Linked DNA regions of Mus musculus: region 1 is linked to region 2. The links are chromatin contacts, called in public ChIA-PET maps. All regions are on one chromosome and are shown on one strand. Each heading gives the region's core, a stretch centred on a gene start, on an enhancer-like site or on the middle of the called end of the contact. The rest is flanking DNA. Distances are from core to core; before and after follow the strand shown. Region 1 holds the start of Mier1 (MEIR1 treanscription regulator). Region 2 overlaps Pde4b (phosphodiesterase 4B, cAMP specific).

Region 1 (4,148 bases), core at 948-3,447, 510 kb before region 2:
TGTAAAATTCCTTTACTCCTCTAAGTTTATGAGACCCTTGGGTTGTATCCTACACAGTCAAAGCAAAGGGCAACCTATAGGCAATTTAAGAATATAAAATATATACCAGGTCATTAAACAATGCAATGAAAATGAAAGTCAAGTTCCTAAGATTGACCCATCCACCTGTTCCTGCAAGCCCCAAGTCTTCCCTCTCCACATGATGGGATACCTAAGAAGAGCAGCTTACACTAGAGAACAAGATAGTGGCCAAGGTGGGCACACTTCTCCCATTCTCACATGAATGCAGCCACTTTTCATTTCTATAACAAAACACTGCATGCTGGCACTCAGTTTTTTTGGTGACGTTTCTTTAGGTTTCCGTGTTTTCGTATCAATAACGTGCCACGGAGTGTGACTGTCCAACCACATAGACCTGAGGCCACAGCACAGCAGTGTAGCAAATACTACATATATCCTGTAGATTTTCAGCAAACGGGAGCCCAGGGAAGGTTAGCTGATAAGATGCCTGAAAAGCCATCTATACACTCTACTTCCTCTTGTAGCACAGGAGCCCAGGGAAGAAAGGCTGGTGGATCACACCCAGGCATATCTATGTCAAGTAAAAGTAATGCGACCACTACTCATGTCTTGCAATTCTTTGACTATGAATAGGAAAAAAACCACCTGAAAACACAACTAATGCGTTTTAGCGCTAAGTAATATCAAGTCTTCTCAATACTGGCAGCAAACAGTCCAGCTTCCAGGAAAGCTCCTCTTCTTTTAGTAGCAAATAAATAAATAACATTTAAAATTTCAGAACATCAACCTAAAGGTCACTGTATAACAGAAGAACAAGTTAACACTCCAGGAAGCTTGACTGGTACAGGAAAGGCACATCTTATGTTTCTGTAGCCCAAGGCTTACAGATATTATGTATAAACAAAAGTAGTCACTCTCTACTTCTCTGCTTCATTTAGCAAATGAAGGAGTTGAAAACTGAGAGCTAAGTGGTAAATAAAATCAAATACTTCCTCAATCTATTTTTGGGTGCTCTCGACAGAAAAACATGAAGATGTTTAGCAATCTTACTGCTTTATTAATCAAGTGTTTACAAGATTTGCCTCAAGAGAGATCCCATTAAGTCCAAATATAACAATATGAACTCAGGGGGAACAAACAGTAACGAAATTCACCGACTAAAAATTAAACAAACCACAGGACCGATGGCTTAAAACCAGACAAAATATTAAAATTTCCTACAGCACATTCTAAGATCTAATTACACCTAAAGCAACTTGCTTGCCTACCCATCTGAGAACACTAACCAAAGGAACTTGTTTACTAGGAAATGAAGCTAAGGCTGGGGGGGAGGGGGGGATGTGGCTCGTAGTAGAGCGCTTGCTTATCTGCCTTGACAAGAACCTTGGGTTCTATCCTACAGCAGAGGGACAAGAGAAACAAGAAAAGTTTTCTCTAAGAAGAGCAAAATAAAAGGTAAATAATTACAGGCACCTTTGATTTGTAAGTTTTTAGCCTAGTTGGTTCAGGAGCTATAGCGTGGAAAAGAAACTTGGAGGTTCGGCCAGGGGGAAGAGTCCCAAGCTGGATAGGGCCTACTGGGTTAATTTCTCCTGCTCACCTCTCCACTATCAGGAAAACTACTAAACTAACCCAAGGTGTGTCAGCCTGCTCGCCCCCTGCCTAGACGGCAGGTCAGCAGTCGCGGGCTGGCGGGGGTGACGCGGGCTGGCGGGGGTGACGCGGGCTGGCGGGAGCAGCGACTTCTGGGCTCGCGAGGGAAGAAAGTTCGCGGGAGCAGGCAGAGAGGAGTCCGCGGGCCGCGCCGGCCGGCGAAGTTGCGCCCTGGGCGGCTTCCGGACGGGCGCCCTCGCCCGCTCCTCCCGCAGCGGCCGCCTCCCAACTGCCTCAAGTCCGACGGCGCCTCCGCGCCCAACTTAGTTTCGGGAAGCCCAGCCGAGCGGCCGGGCCGGACAACAGGTGGGCAGCGGCGCCGCAGGCCCGGCCCCGGCAGGCCCGCGCCTCCCGCCCGCAGCCCTCCACCGAGGCCCCGCCGGGGAGGGGCGCTCGTTCTTACCTCCGCCATGTTGGCCGCGCCACCGGGTCACATCGCCGCGGCGGGTCGCGGCCAGAACCCGGATGTGCGCCTGGGCCGCGGGGCTCCCGCTGCCTTCTCCGCCGCCGCTTCGGCGGGAACGCGCAGGAGCCGCCCGAGCGCGCCACCACACCCCGCTCCGCCCCCTCGCGGCGCCCCGCTCGGCGGGACGGGAGGGGAGAGGCCAGCGGGCGCGCGCGGAGCAGGGAGCGCGCGATCCCGCGGCCGCCGTCCCGGGGGAGCGCGCGAGGGGCGGGCCCGGGCGAGCCCGGGGCAGTCCGCGCGCGAGGTCCGGAGAGGTCCCCTCAGGGTACTCACTTTGCAGGAGAAAAAAACCTCCTATTCTACCGGTCGGTCACTTCTGAAGTGCTTTTGCTGGGAAAGAGATGTTGCCTGGGCGCGACAGCAACACGAAACGCTCTGACAAATACTTCCCCTGGTGATTCCTAGCAAGAAAACTCCAACTCCCCCAAATTGGCCCAGCGCAAAGATGAAGAGTAGAGAACATTACATTTTCCTCACTTTTTGTGATGCCAGGAGCAACACAGCTCTGCCACGGATGAATTTTTGCACAAATATACAAAAGTTTCAAATGTAAAGTAATGCTCTTCTATGGATATGCCTACTTGACTGCACGGAGACAGAACGTACATATTTGCAATGCCTAAAATACTTGCAAGTAGAAAGTTTGTTTTAATGCACTGCTAACTGGCCTTGAGGTCCATACTGATAATGGCCAGGGCCAATGATTTATCTGGTTCCCTAAAGTAGATAATTTAGGCAGATATTAAAATGGGCAGTAAGTTTAAAAGCTTTTTTTTTGTTGTTGTTAAAGGCCAGCGTTTTTTCCGACATGATTAAGTTTTTCAAAAATGACTACCAAAAATCAATCAGTTAAATGATACTCATTACCTCTGAGGAATATACCATGGTTAAAAAAATCATTGCACAAATGTGTACATACAACTTTCTTAAACATCATACTTATAATGCACTTGGGAGAATGCTGATTTCTGAAATGATTTCTATTTCCTTAAAATTCTAGATTCCATCAAGCCTTTTCCCATTTCTTAACACTGGACATGAACTTGAAAGTCTTAAGCCCAATAACAATTTGTGCATGAATAAACTGCATGTATAGGTATACGAAGTAGCTGCTAAGTGAAAGGACATTACCTTGTAATTTGACAGGAAAAGAATCCAGAGACAGTCTGTAAACCAATTAAACATAAACATCTGATGCACATTTTCTACTGAAAGAAAAGCAAGGGAAAGAAGAGAAAGGAAAACTTTTAAGGTTCCCAAATCTACAAACAATTCTTACCATTTACTGCACTTGTTATAGTATTTTCACTTTATTTTAAAGATTATATAAGCTTCCTCCCCCCACAAATTCTTGGAGGGAAATAAATATTTTAGCACTGATACAGTTATATTAAGTTAAGGGACTACCTTGGACTTTTTAAAATGTCAGCTCTTATCCAAATAGTTCTCACTGGATGAAAAAACAAAAAAACAAACAAACAAAAAAAACCCTGAAGACAAAAACTAATGGATGTATGTGGGCACAGGTTAAAAATAATAAAGGGTTCAGGGGGCAGTTTGCACTAAAATATGCAAGGTAAATATATGTGGATTATTGCTGGCCACTGAAGGGAAAACTGGAGTATTGCTGAATTTTAGTATTATAGTTCAAGTTGCTTTAGTCTATTGAGTCTTTGATTCTTCAGTTAAAACATTAATAAAAATTTCAACTATGGTAAAGAGCAGACTCAAGATTCCTTAACTACTTACTGAGTGAGCCCTCAAAGTCAGAAAATCAGGCACTTATTGTTAAATGCCTTTAAACTGATTGATATTTCCAATCAATATTATTACCATCAAATGGCATTATCCTCTGTAGGGGAAAATTCCCTCTACATATTCCCTGTTAGAAAAATAAAGTGTTCTGGGGTGTTTCCTAGACATTCTAGCGATGAGGAGAAATAGCTTTAATCCTGTAGGTCACACGTAACACATTACTATTGAGCTCAGTATACTTGCATTTCATTCT
Region 2 (4,125 bases), core at 218-2,717:
TAAAGGGGCTTGCAACCTCATAAAAAGAACAACAGTATCAACCAGCTAGACCATCCAAAGCTTCTAGGGACTAAACCACCAACTAAAGAGTACCAGGGGGTACTCATGGCTCCAGCTGGATATGTAGCAGAGCATTGATTGCCTTATCTGGCATCACTGGGAGGGGGGCCCCTAGGTCCAGTGGAGGCTTGATGACTCAGGATAAGAGAACCTGGGGATGTGACTAGCTATTTCAAGGTCTTTCTATTCTGATTTTCCCATGGTAAAGACTGAAACTTGGAATTTTGTGCCAATTAAACCCCCTTTTTTCCTCAGCTGTCTTTGTCAAAGTGTCTTATTGGCAGGAGATATTAAACTAGGATACATACATAATGGCTCATAGCTGTCTGTAGCTCCAGTCCCAGACTACCCGATGCCTGCCCTCTTCTGGCCTCGGTGGGCACCAGATGTGCATCTAGAGCATAGACATACATGCAGACAAAACACCCATACTCATAAAATTTAGATAAATAAGTTTTAAAACGAGCAGAAATTAAAGGAGAAGTCAGTGGGAAGAATAAAACTAAGCAAGGCCCAAACTCATTGCTGGAAAACCATCCCACAGAGCATGCCATGCTGAGGTCATGGGGTTCACAGTGACTACCGAAGGCTTCAGGCCTGCATGCCTTGGAGACAGAACCAGTGGGGTCACTACTCTTTCCCTACATTACTGTCAGCTGGGGAGAATTAAAAGTCTGGTGTGTAGGCCTCTAGGAAGAGCCACTTCAGGTAGGGCTCTGGAGCAAACTAGAATCCAAATAGCATTAACAAACATGCACATTTTCCATGCTAAGGACACTTTAGTAGAAAACAGAACAGAGAACATTCTTAGGCATAATCATCAGCTATACTTTTTATACAAACTGTAACCAATTCCGTTTTGCCATTGTATCAGATAACAATGTCCAGTCAGAAACTGGATGGTAGGGAAGTCCTGGCTAGAACTAACAGGCAAGCTTTTGATTTTCTAAAGAAATTCAGCAATTTCCTCTTACCGAGGAATTCCTCTAGAGCAGACTCTCTCCTCGCCACAGGCCACTTACTTCTCTGTGGCTAAGTTAGTAAGAGCTACTCACTGAGTCTTTGTCACCTCCTACGCAAGCACACACGCACTCGGGATGACTTATTTTAAGATGATGACTTTAACACTTGATAACATTTAGTTCTTTCTAGAACAGTATAACCTACTAGCAAAGGCACAGACAGTCGGCTGGGGTGTCCACGAATATTTTTATGTGCTCTGAAGGTTGTGGTCTAGGTGACTCTTTTAGATTTCAGACTCCTTGTATGCCAAATGAATCAACAGGTTTCTCTACATTGAGCTAATGTACTAGGATTCAATTCTGTGAGTCACTGTGGTAGCCTACACAGCCCAGCTAAAGATGCCTCTTATTTACCTAAGAGATTAAACTCTTCAGAATTCTAAAGAGGTAGAAGGAAATGGTTCAAGATGAACAAAGTGGTTTTGCTTGTTAGTCTTCACCACCCTCCTTCCTGTACTGAGGAGCTGGGTGAATAATCTGCTGAGAAGAAAACAAAATGCTCTGAGCCATGGGACTTTTTGGACACAGAGAATACAAAACTTCAGTTGTGATTTGGATGAGCAAAGTGGCTTGCTTTTTTGTGAAGTACGGTAAAGAGGAAGAGGAAGAAGAAGAGGAAGAAGAAGGAGAAGAAGGAGAAGAAGGAGAAGAAGGAGAAGAAGGAGAAGAAGGAGAAGAAGAAGAAGAAGAAGAAGAAGAAGAAGAAGAAGAAGAAGAAGAAGGAGGAGGAGGAGGAGGAGGAGGAGGAGGAGGAGGAGGAGGAGTAGGAGAAGAAGGAGAAGAAGAAGAAGAGGAAGAAGAAAGAGGAGGAGGAGAAGGAGAAGGAGGAGGAGGAGGAGGAGGAGGAGGAGGAGGAGGAGGAGAAGAAGAAGAAGAAGAAGAAGAAGAAGAAGAAGAAGAAGAAGAAGAAGAAGAAGAAGAAGAAGAAGAAGAAGAAGAAGAAAACAACCCTGCTTTAATATATTTGAGTTGACCTTGAAATGAATGGGGCTACAATCTAATTTATTCATGCTTTTGTTTATTCAGCTCATATAAAAGTCTCTTAAGAATGCATTTGAGCACAATATATAATAGTAATAATATTATAACATACATTGTGAGAAACTTTTGAAAACAATATAACGTCCACCTGGAACAATGCAGTGTTACAGACGTACGAACCCATTGGTCATGCACATTTTGTGCCATTTTCTTTAACTATTGTCACAATGCTGAACTGAAGCATGACACGTATTTTACAAACTGAAACTGACACCAGGAAGAGGCCTGACAAGTGTTATCAGAAGCTTCACATTGCGTCATTTACGACATCAGTTCACATTCTACGATAAAAATTCACATTGTCTTCTTGTTGCCTTTGATGAATTTGAACATGGCTCCACTGCTCGTGAGCAGTATGGAGACTAGCTCTTCCAAGTCAGTAGTTTGGGGATACTCAGTATCATCTGTGATCAAATGTAGTGTTGTTTATTTTTTTAAAACGAAAGCCACAATTAGAGCAGAGCCCAGTGACAAACTCAACTCATGCATCCAGAGACTTGGATAGAACATGGGTGAAAAAAACGACATCCCAGTGCTCCTAGCCCCTACCAAACTATATAAAATAAAACTTCAGTATAAACCATTTAGTATCGAATATGATAATCCTGTTTGCAAAACCAGCTCATCAAAGGGTTGGGCAGAACTAGGGACTCAAGACAAGGAAAGGGCAGACCCTTGGAACAATGACCATTCCTGTCCTTAACTGCTGATGGGGCTCCATGTTTCTCTTAAGCAATGTCTGGGATATATAATACACAATACAAAACATTACAAGAAAAGGTTGGAACTCTTAGGCAGAGTTTTCTACACAAATTTAACACCACCATTGGCAGGCAATGTTAGATATATAAATTAATAACTTACAAAACATTACAATATGTACATTATGTAATAAATACATGGTTATAAACAGGAAGAGAGGGAAGTGTTAGTGCGGGGGCAGGGGGGAGACAGTACAAGACAAAGACAGCAGCATTAAATTGAAAACAGTATGCTTGAGGGAGGGAGGGGGGAGAGGAGGGATAACAGGTGCTGTGTAGCTCACAGTGGCCTGGGGGCTGGATGCAGCCATACACACGGCCTTGTGTGACTGAGCACTTCTAGACTGATGGGAAACATCAGCTTTTCCACAGACCTCCTGGTGTGTTGAGCATGAGTTTAAAGCAAAGCAGAGAGACTTGCCAGGGAAAAAACAGTGCTCAAAGCAGGCAAACAGCTAAGTTGCAGGGGCCACTACAGAGTCAGATTGGACAAAGAGAAGGAAGTAGCCTGTGGTTAGAACTGCATCTGTCCTGTCTATTTGCAAAAGTTAACTGGAGGAAAGCTAGAGATATTGCCCAAGAAAGAAGGGAAACTGCTTTCTTTCTTTTTCTTTTTTTCTTTTTTTTTTGTTTTTCAAGAAAGACTCAAAAAAGTTTGTAGAAGTTGGTACTAAACTCTAGATATTCAACAGGCATTTCAAAGACGCGAAAACATTTTACAAAAAAGGCACACAGGTTGGCAGACAATGGGTTGGGTGGTGAGATTTATAGATGAAGTTGTTAGTGAGTTCAGTCATCTGTCAGGACAGCTTCCCAACACCTAGTGCAGAGCAATCTCTCAGCTTTGTGTCCTCTGTTTTCAAGCCATTTAGCTTTGATGGGAACTGGCCTCTACTACCACATACAGCTGCGGGTCTCCGCCAAGCTTGCAGGCAAGGCAAGACAGCATGGAACTGCTATTTGCTTCACGGCCTGGCATTCTGGCTCCAAACTCAAGTAACTGGAAAGGCCAGGTGGCCTTTGTCCTGTGCAGGCCTTGGCCATGGTAGGTTGACCCTACCACTCAGCGGGCATGCTCGTCAAGGGTGGAATGTTCATCTCCACACAGAGGGAGAGAGATTATGTGTCGATCGGAGACTTGTCTTCTGTTGCAATGTCTATGTCAGTCTCTTCCAGAGAATCCCTGTTCTCTGGATCAATCACACAAAGCGTCTTTGTGCTGCTGAAATAGCTGTGGCCTT

What was found. ChIA-PET counts read pairs in DNA pulled down with a chosen protein or histone mark.
Region 1: a contact with region 2 is called in an RNA polymerase II ChIA-PET map of effector CD8 T cells, with 8 read pairs. The contact joins the promoter of Mier1 here to the enhancer-like site in region 2. A contact is called at or near these places in 4 of 39 promoter capture datasets (the C10 cell line, hippocampal neurons, liver and 1 more), 3 of 115 datasets of contacts at active chromatin or transcription factors (bone marrow-derived macrophages, effector CD8 T cells and memory CD8 T cells) and 1 of 9 other capture datasets (liver).

Annotation. Positions count from the first base shown.
Region 1 is chr4:103,117,439-103,121,586 of GRCm38.p6, reverse strand. Mier1 (MEIR1 treanscription regulator) reads right to left here and starts at 2,197. Exons shown (of 13, transcript NM_001039081.2): 1 at 2,078-2,197. The coding sequence starts at 2,086.
Region 2 is chr4:102,605,218-102,609,342 of GRCm38.p6, reverse strand. It overlaps Pde4b (phosphodiesterase 4B, cAMP specific), which reads right to left. Exons shown (of 15, transcript NM_019840.2): 15 at 2,081-4,125. The coding sequence ends at 4,004. Among named protein-coding and RNA genes, the nearest start is that of Gm52667, 38 kb to the right of the region's middle. Within about 2 kb of position 1,467, at least 54 of the 459 cell types and tissues checked have an H3K27ac peak or open chromatin away from gene starts, as enhancers often do. A contact at or near this core is called in bone marrow-derived macrophages, effector CD8 T cells and memory CD8 T cells, where this site is marked.